Linked DNA regions of Mus musculus: region 1 is linked to region 2. A link is a contact called in public HiCAR-type data. All regions are on one chromosome and are shown on one strand. Each heading gives the region's core, a stretch centred on a gene start, on an enhancer-like site or on the middle of the called end of the contact. The rest is flanking DNA. Distances are from core to core; before and after follow the strand shown. Region 1 overlaps St6galnac3 (ST6 (alpha-N-acetyl-neuraminyl-2,3-beta-galactosyl-1,3)-N-acetylgalactosaminide alpha-2,6-sialyltransferase 3). Region 2 holds the start of Miga1 (mitoguardin 1).

What was found. HiCAR-type assays count read pairs that join an accessible place to other places.
Region 1: a HiCAR-type map of astrocytes shows a contact between it and region 2, with 4 times the contacts expected there. The contact joins the enhancer-like site here to the promoter of Miga1 in region 2. A contact is called at or near these places in 4 of 39 promoter capture datasets (the 3T3-L1 cell line, the C10 cell line, embryonic stem cells and 1 more) and 2 of 115 datasets of contacts at active chromatin or transcription factors (astrocytes and embryonic stem cells).

The regions. Positions count from the first base shown.
Region 1 is chr3:153,658,433-153,663,209 of GRCm38.p6, forward strand. The region is part of intron 1 of St6galnac3 (ST6 (alpha-N-acetyl-neuraminyl-2,3-beta-galactosyl-1,3)-N-acetylgalactosaminide alpha-2,6-sialyltransferase 3); the gene reads right to left. Among named protein-coding and RNA genes, the nearest start is that of St6galnac3, 64 kb to the right of the region's middle. Within about 2 kb of position 1,384, at least 29 of the 459 cell types and tissues checked have an H3K27ac peak or open chromatin away from gene starts, as enhancers often do. A contact at or near this core is called in astrocytes and hippocampal neurons, where this site is marked.
Region 2 is chr3:152,337,289-152,342,285 of GRCm38.p6, forward strand. Miga1 (mitoguardin 1) reads right to left here and starts at 3,119. Exons shown (of 16, transcript NM_174868.4): 1 at 2,964-3,119; 2 at 438-756. The coding sequence starts at 536.

The DNA.
Region 1 (4,777 bases), core at 134-2,633, 1.3 Mb after region 2:
GTCTCTGAAGCCGCCTAGGAAACACACTTCTGGGCGTGCCTGTGAGCATCGGCTGAGGTGGAAAGACTCGCTCTATATGTGTCACGGGCTGTCTCAAACAACCACACAGCTACTGGCCCCCAACCTGCTGCACCGAGCAGCCACCACTAGAGGCCACCACACGTACCTCTGCACCTGAAACCCTTCATTAACATCCTCCAGATAACTCAGAAGTGAGACTCACGTTGCGAGTGAATGCAGTCTACAGATACGCAAATTCACACCTAAGGGAAGGTCTCAGTGCCCTGCCAACGCATACACTGAACAGAGGGCAAGGCCACTGTGGCTGTACAATGGAAGCTGACAGCAGTCCCCACTACATCCACCACGCCATGGATGTGGAAGAGAGTAAACAGGCTAACACCTTAGGGATACACTAAGGCAGGTGTGCCTGGGAAGACGGCAGAAAGCAATTAGGGAAGAAGACCCAACCCAGGCTGAGGATGAAGAAACCTCATGGCCAGCCCTGCTCACAGGTAAGAGTGGGGAGCCTGATGTCTGCCGTCGGCCTTGCCTAACACCATTAAGGGGGGAATGTAAGCTGGAACAGAGTGGGAAAGGTTAAAGAGGAACGTTGAGGCTAACTTGAAAGAATCATGGCTTTCACACCAGAAACTGGGCATAAAAGCAGCTCACCAGGCTGGTGACTGATGGAGCCATCCTGACAGGAACCACAAAGAGGCTCTTAAAGGGAGTCTGTAAGAAAGCGTTGGATCAGTGGAGCTGTCAGACCTGAGACAACCCAGCCCAAATGCAGTGTGCCACACTGTCCTGCCACTGTAGCTGCACGGGTAGGTCACCCTTTCACCATGCAGCACCTCACTCGTGAGAGCAAGCATCTCAGGCTAGCTCCAGCCCGCAGACAGACCCTTGTTCTTTAGCCTCTTGCTGTGTCCCTCAGCAAATGTCACTCAGCACACCAGACAAGTCCTGGAGCTCCCTATGACCGGGTCAGTTATAATATGTGGACGACACTTGCACAAGCCTGCCTGCTACAGCCTAGGTAGCCACAGGTGACAAGTGGAGAACAGAGAGGATGCAGATCAGGCAGGGCAAGAAGGGCTAGCCCAGTCAGGACGATGCTTACCTTGCGAACATACGGGGCGGAATTCATCCCCAGAGCATATTACTAATGTGATGGACCTTTGTTACCAAAGAACTGTACTTAGAAAAGGAAACAAACTTCAGAGAAATAAAAATCCCAGCAACAGCCCCTGGAGTATAGGAGGCCCCGCCACAAGGCTCGTGAAGAAGTGGAACAGAGGCCTCAGCACAGTCCACTCAGTCCACTGTCAGCCTGAGACGCCCGCCAAGCTGGCTGGCTGAAAGAACATGCTGGGTCTGTTCTGTTTGCTGTAGTTTTCTGAGCAGGCTCCATGGTGAGCGAAGAGGCGAACAGGAATCTTCCATTATCCCTTTCAGCTGAAAAGAAACCTCACCACAGAATGCACTTACTGTGAAAGTTGGTACAAACAGCAGCCACGGGGAGGTCGCGATTAGAGGAGGCTTCCAGGGAGAACGGCTTCTTAGAGAGTTGGACTCTGATGGGCAGAGGGAGATGGTGACGGGTGAGGGGTGAACGAAAGAGGGGGCAGGAGCAGAGCAAGGCCTGAGCCTGAGCAGAGGCAGCGGGTGAGCTCACTCACTCAGCCTACATCTGAAGCATCGGTCATCCTAGGTGCCCCACAGCAGGACCAGATCAGTGGGCAAGACAGCAGGCTGGGCCAGTGGAGCATGGTGGTAGGAGCGGCTACAGTTTAACACTGAGAGTTGGGACCTAGGAAACACCGTAGCAAGTTGTTCTAAGAACAGGGTCTTGAGTATGAGCTCAAGGATGCCAGACTTGATTCACAGACATCACTGAGCCAAGGGAGCTTCTCTGAGAAATGTCTGTGAGAGGCAGGGCAGAAAAAGGGAGCCATCAGGTTAGCTCCAGCTGGGGTGATTCATCTTCGGATGCATAAGACCCCGTATGGGACAGAAAGGGGATCAGAGGCTGGAGGAGGAGGAGGAGGAGGGAGAGGAGGGGGAAGGGGAAGAGGGGAAGAGGAAGAGGAAGAGGAAGGGAAGGAGGGGGAGGAGGAAGAACAGAAAAAAGGAGGAGGAGGGGAGGAGGAAGAGGAAGAACAGGAGGAAGAGGGGAGGAGGAGGAAGAGGAAGAAGAGGAGGAAATGAGGAGGGGGAGGAAAAGAAGGAAGAAGAGGAAGAAGAGGAGGAGGAGGAAGAAGAGGAGGAGGAAAAGGAGGAGGAGGAGGAAAAGGAGGAAGAGGAGGAAAAGGAGGAAGAGGAGGAGGAGGGATGCATGTCTTGCGGAACCCTGCTCTGTGTGGTTATATCCTGAGGAGTTCTACTGGGAATAAGTTTAGGAATGAGACAACCCCTCTTTGGAAACATTTAAAAGTTTCTCAATCGTCCTGCAGATAAACAAACAAAACCACATTTGATTCTTCCCGACCCTGCATATTCCACTCTTTTATGACCAATTTGTTTGGGGTGAACATCACAGGACATGAGGAGGGAGGCGGGAGGGGAGGAGCCATTGAAGTCAAAGAGGACAGGATGCCAGGAATCCTCTAAGACTCAGGAACGTCTCACTGAAAAGTTGGGCCACCTTCAGGGAACTCACAACGAATACCCTGTGCCCATGCACACAGACACACAACAGCACCCTGTGCCTCAACACTCAGGCTTCTATTTGCCTGGCTGCTTAGCAGTCTGCATCTATTAGATCACCGTGACAGCTTTTGGATGTCCATCCCTTTAAAACAAACAAACAAACAAACAAACAAAAAGGTAAGATCTAGAAACCCGCATCTCACTGATTTACCAACTTATCTTACACAGGGTTTCCAATGCCACTCCCTAACCAGGCAGCAGGCTCACAAGTCAATCATTTTTCAAGCAGACAGTCTAAAAGCAAAAACCTCAAATCCAAGTGTGGATGTACATGATAGAAATCCCAGCACACAGTGGATGAGGCAGGAGGATTAGAAGTTCAAGGACATCCTTGGCTACAGAGTCAATTCAAGGCCAGCCTTGGCTACATGAGACAGCCTCTACTAAGTTAATAGAAATGCCAAAAGGAAAGCCTTTTCTGATCCACCCTGGGAGAGGTTGATGGCTTACGAGGGTCCAAACTCTCGTGTCTCTTGGAATCTGTGCAACTCTGCATTGGGCCGGTTTTCACAATGCCCACAGAACTTGTTCTCTAGCTCACAGACTCGGCCGTTTCTCTCAGGGCATTGTCACAGTGTGCCGGGGTCCCATGTTTGTACCCAGGTACCTGGAGGTGCCATGCTACTGGCTCGAGCCCCACATTTGGGGGAGCAAGATAAGGAGCCACTTTCCAAAGCCTAACATGGGGTCCCATGGTTGGTAGATGAAGACTGGTCCCATCAGCTCAATAAGTAGTTTTGGTTTGACCTCTGGCTTCCCTGGAGATGCACCACCCCCAACTCCACCTGCTGCCACCTGTGTCCCCTCTGCAGCCCAGGTGGACTCAGAGGTGGTTTGTGTGGAGGAAAAAGCACAAAGAAAATGCAGGAAAGCTTTCAGCAGCGTGAAGCCCGAGAGGCTCAGCTCTGCACTGGTGGGAGCTGGAAATCCAACAATGCCATGCCCATCCACCTTGGCAGGGAGCCTCGGTGCCTCCGGATGCCAGGAAAGGAGCCAGCTGCCTCCTGCAAACATCACAACCTGTCAGCATGAGTCACAAGTCAGTGCCATTCGTTACCTAGCGTCTGAGATTCACAGAAACTGCAGGGTTCTGGGACATAATTCCCACCAAGGTTAAATTCTCAAGAAAGAAAGATACCGAGACCAACAGACTAGTTTGCAGGAGAAAATAGGAGGCATTTCTTATTAAAAGCAGCAGCAAGCATCAGGCCCTCCCCTGGGCTCACCTCCAGATTCCTCTCCCAGAACGGACAGGGATGGAGCCTCCACCTGCGAGGCTTCACTGCTGCTCATGAGCTCTTGAAGGGGTATCAACCCCACACCAGATATTGTAAAACACATTCTCAGAATGAGTGACTGAATGGATAGAGAATAAAGCTGAGCCTTCTAACCCTGACTGAGCTCCAAGCGGGCCTATGGATGTAAGGAATAAACGCCCAAGTGCCGGTTTCCGGCTCTAAATCATGAGTTTGGAAAGGGCGTCACCACTCCTTGAAGATGCGGAGTTCACTCTGCCTCCCCCTGGCCTCAGAGCAGCCATCCTGACCCTGCTCTGACTTTCCTCCCTCAGTGAGGCCAGGGAGCCCTGTCTTTATCCTCCCTCTCTGTGATGCCCCTACCGCTCTGCCACCCGCAGAGGCTCTTGGTGCATTTTGCCAGAGATGGTGACAAATGTGGGTTCAGAGCTTTGAAAACTGGGTTCATCTGCAGAGCGCTGTAGATGCTGCGTGCTGCTCTGAGTGAGTACACTGTAAAGAGAGCCACTCACTGAGTAACTGAATGGACTGAGGTAAGGAGGTGCCCGGGAGCTAGAGTTCAGGTCCTCATGTGCGCATGCTCTGTACCGCATTCAATACTACCAAGGTGCAGCCCTAGGGAGACAGACAGGAGGTGGAGTCTCAACATTGCACCTCTGAAAGTGTGAGCCCAGAGAACCCGTGACCCCAACTCAGCAATCAGGAAGCGACCAAGCAGGCTGAGAGGCCCGCCAGCCTGGCATCTCCTCAGCATTACTCAAGCTGCCCCCAGGCAATGAGCGGCCCCCTCACCCAGGCCTCCTCGG
Region 2 (4,997 bases), core at 1,869-4,368:
CTCCAGTCTCCAGGCAGGCCAGGGGACCCCCAAGACAGTTCCGGCAGTTCCCGGGACCTCAGACTGTGCTCCCCCACCCCCGGAGTGGGGTTCAGAGGCTTCACATAGCCTGACACCCAACCGACCAGCAGGGGCCCCATGCTGGCGGTGCCGGAATGGGGTAAGCGCAGTTCCCTGAGCCCCAAGCAGACACGGAACACCCAATAACCCAACATACGTCACCATACCTGCCTAAGAAAGGAAACTATTTAAAGTACTGCAGTCCCCTGTGCTGTGTGAAAACCTCAGGGGCTGGGAAATGTAGCTAAGTAGCAGTAAGCCTGCTTAGCAAACTCTGGGTTTAAATCCGTAGCACCACAAAACAACAGCCTCAAGTGAACAAACATTACCGAACAATATAGAGGTATTATTCAAATTCAGCTCACTTTGACGTTTACCTGGGAGAGAGAATAATACCAAGACACAGGGAGAGCAAACACTCTAACTGCGTACGTCTTCAAGGAGAACTGTGATCTGCTGACTGTCTCGTCTGACATGTCGCCTCTGTCCAATCTTAAATCAATGAAACAGGAATTAATCAGCCACAGGGATTTCTGGGTGCTTTATCCATGAAAGATGCAAAGTTGAAGTCTTGCTGAGTATGGTGCTGTATGCCTTTGCTTCCAGTTTTTGGGAGGCAGATCTCCGTGAGTTTGAGGTCAGTGTGGTCTACACGGGGAGTTCCAGGCCAGACAGAGATACATACTGAGACCCTGTCTGGAAAGAAAAAAAAAAAAAGTAAAATGAGAGAACTGATTCGATTCCTCGGGTGCCCACAAGAGCAGCCGATACATAAATATAATAAAAGATGTTTAAATGAAACTAAATACTTAAACTAAAAATAAAACGTTTGCAGCTAATTATGCATGCAGGACACCGTAACGGAGCTGGAGCTGTGATTACCAAGTCAGCAAAGGAGAACTTGAGGTGTGTTTATACTCAGTCCTGACCAAAATTAGCCAGCTAGCTGACGAAAGGAGGGGAGAGTTCACCTTCAGATTCACTCATACATTTCCTTAGAAAGCTATAGGTTCTGCCAGCAAGCAGAATGAATGAGAACATCCTATAAGTACACGTGTCTATGAGGATTCCACGAGGAAAACCATTACTTTGTTAACTTAAAAAGAATTACGGGGGCTGGAGAGATGGCTCAGTGGGTAAGAGCACCCGACTGCTCTTCCAAAGGTCTGAAGTTCAAATCCCAGCAACCACATGGTGGCTCACAACCATCTGTAATGAGATCTGACGCCCTCTTCTGGTGTGTCTGAAGACAGCTACAGTGTACTTACATATAATAAATAAATCTAAAAAAAAAAAGAAATTAAAAAAAAAAAAAAGAATTACGGGTGGGGAGGGAGACATGAGGAGACCAACTGTCCTAATCCATTGGGTCTCGACCTTTCTAATGTGCTGCGACCCTTCAATACAGTCCCTCATATTTGGTTGTGGTGACCCCAACCAAAGTTATTTTCTTTGCTACTTCATAACTGTTAGGAATCACCATGTAGGTATCAGTGTGTTCCGATGGTCTTAGGCAACCCCTGTGACCTACCAGGGGGTCACCAGCCACGGGTATGGAACCACGGCTTTAGAGTCTGGGTACTTACAGAATTATGAGTTCTCTGTTGTTAGTGCACCCAGCTGCTCACAGAAGATGCATTTATAAAGTACAAATCCACTCACAACTGTGTGCATTCATAACTGAGAAATACCCTAGGGTAGAGAGAAGGGTCGGCAGTGCAGAGCACTGGCTGTTCAAGAGCCAGGGCTGATTCTCAGCACCAGCATGGTGGCTCACAGCCATTTATAACTCCAGTTCCAAGGAATTCCACACCCTCCTCTGGACTCCACGGACTGTCGTACCTGGTGCATGGGCATGCAAGCAAAACACTCATATATTTAAAGGAATAAAATAAAAAATACCAGTGACGAAGTGCTTATTTGAGCTTGGCACAGCACTTTGCTCAAAGAATCCGGACAAACCTTTACTTTTGAATTCTAGATACCTCGTTTCTTCTTACTGAAAATCACCAAGGAAACTGAATCTAAACATGATCGTCACTAGCTGACAAACTTCCACAGTAGGCGTTCCGGTTTCTTACAGAAGTATAATGAAAATAAACATGGAAGCAGTTTTATGACTATTCAAATTTGTAAAAGAAACCATAAAACATCACTGCAAATGACCTCACTCTTTGCATGCACCAAGCACTGGTTTATTAAAAGTGTCAATCACCGGAGTTTTCATTTTTAACATCCTGAAATTCTATTCTACAACTCTGACTCTAAGAGCAAGAAGTGAACTGCTACTGAGCCTATATGACACGAAGTGCGAATATACACAACTTAAAACTCTGAGGCTGTACACACACACACACACACACACACACACACTCGAGGGGTTCCATGCTGGCCAGGCAGGCCTGGAATCACTAGGTAACCGAGAACGACCCTGAATCTCTGATCCTTCTGCCTCCACCTGCCCCGTGCTAAGACCACGCATGCAACAACTCCTCTTGTTATCTGAGGAGATATTTCAATGGAATAAGTAGTCGTTACTGACAATAACCTGGTAACAATAATCGCCTGTGAGCTCTGTGTAAAACCAAGATGGCTAGTGGTCACGCCTATAATCCCATCACTAGGGAGGCTGAGGCAGGAGGATTACCACCAGCGGGAGCCCCCGCGTGGTCTCTGAAGTGAGTTCCAGACACGCAGTCTGTTGGGTTGCAGGGTGAGACGCTGGCCGAATAAAAACAATCATTCTAAAAACAAGATGTCTGGGCGGCTCCCAAAAGAGCAGGTGCTCAAGAATTCTGGTGAGCGGGCCACGGCTTCTCCGCAGCCGCCCCGTGACGGGCGTCATCAGCACCCAGGCAGCTGCTAAGGTCCCCGCCGCCCGCGCTGTCCCCGTCCCCGCTCACCGCCGTTCTCTCCGCTCTGCGGGCCCCGCGCTCCGAGCGGTGTGGTCCCCGGCCCGTCGCCCGCTCTGCCCCGCGCCCGCCAGCACCTGAGCCTCCTCGGTCTCCCAGCCGCAGCCCGCACCTAGCAGCCTCTGGCTGCGGGAGGCGGAGTTCTTCCGGGGTCACGACGCAAAGGTAAGGAAAGTGGAGGGGCCGCGGGCGGACTGCGTGAGGGGCTACGTGCGAGGCCGCTCCCGCCATGTTTGTTCAGGGCAGTGGGCTCTGGCTTAGCCTGCTGCTCAGTGGAGAATGGCAGCCCTTTATATAAATAAACCTTGTCAGAGGAGTTGGTAACTTCTTAGGACTATAGGACCGTTCAGAGAATCTGACTAAAACGATGGAGGTTTTTCCTATAAAAAATGGCCAGAGCTAAGGCGTGGTGGCACACGCCTTTAATCCCAGCACTCGGGAGGCAGAGGCAGGCGGATTTCTGAGTTCAAGGCCAGTCCGGTCTACAAAGTGAGTTCCAGGACAGCCAGGGCTACAGAGAAGCCCCGTCTCGAAAAACCAAAACAAACAAACAAACAAACAAACATTATTTATTAAAGTAAACATTACAAACACACACCGCACACAGGTGCACAGACGCACATGCACACCATTTTGAGGCCCAGAAACCCATCGTGGATCCCAAATTAAGAATTTCTGGGCTGGAAATGTAGGTCCTTGGTAGAGTTTATGCTGAGCATATGAGGCTGTTTAATTAATTCCTCCACCAAGCAACCAAGCAAGTTCTATCACAGCCCCTCAGCCCTCAAGTAAGTGAGGGTAACAGGCAGGATGAATGGACCATATATAAATGATGCATTATTATTATTTTAATTCTTTTATTTTTAATCTTCCACTAAATTTAGCAACCTAAGACTAGCAATGAAGTTAAGAATGAAGTATTCTAGATTGAGGGTTAAAAATCAACCATCAGAGCTGTGTGGTGGTGCATACCTTAAGCCCTCAGAAGGCAGAGATGGGCGGATCTCTGTGAGTCTGAGGCTAACTCTGATAGCCGAGGCTACACACAAAAATCCTATCTCCAAAAGCAAACAAAACAAAAAAAAAAAAAAAAGAAAAAATCAAACATTAAGGATCTGGCTCAGTTAAAAGCGCTCATCTCTCTTGTACAAGATTCCCACTATCCACAGCAGGCAGCTCACAACAGTCCAGAACTCTGGTTCCATGAGGATGGAATGTTCTCTGATGGCTTTGAAGGCTACCTGCACACTTACAAACATGTAAAATACATCGTCTCTCATCAAAGCAGCCATCACGCCTGTTTAAACACCTGCATCAGTTGCTGGCCCCAGCTGACAGTGTCCTGGAGTCGCCTCCCCAGCAAAGGCCAACCAAAGAGGACCTTGGTTCCTGAATGAGGTGGGGAGGTGACTTAGGACTCGGTGGGATATGCTTAGAGTTCTGACACAATCTCAAGAATTTCTGAAAAGGAGATTTTGCTCTGGTGTTGTGTGTATGTGTGTGTTTTGTTACTGTTTTCTAGAAATATATGTATATGTACATATATATATATGTATATATATATATTATATAAATACTTGTATGCATGCCTCTTATAAGCTTTACATATTTCTATATACTTATATATATTTCAAATATTTTCTTCTTCTTCTCCTTCTTCTTTTTTTTTTTTTTGAGACAGCATCTCTCTGCATAGCTCTGGCTGTTCTGGAACTCTCTTTGTAGATCAGGCTGGCCTTCAACTCACAGAGATCCACCTGCCTCTGCCTTCTGAGTTCGGGGTCTAAGAGCGTGTGCCACCACGCCGTGCTTTCACACATTCTCTCTTTGTGAGCGTGACTTCTGCTTATTCTGAGCCAAGGTCTTATGTATACCACACAGTTCTTGAACTCTCTACTTAGCCATGGGTGACTTTGAACTTCTGATCCTCCTGTCTCCAACTCTAGCGTGCTGGGATTACTGGGGGTTGATACCATGCCCTGTTGGGGTTTGGTCTTGTGCACTGTGCATTCAGATGCTGATTTC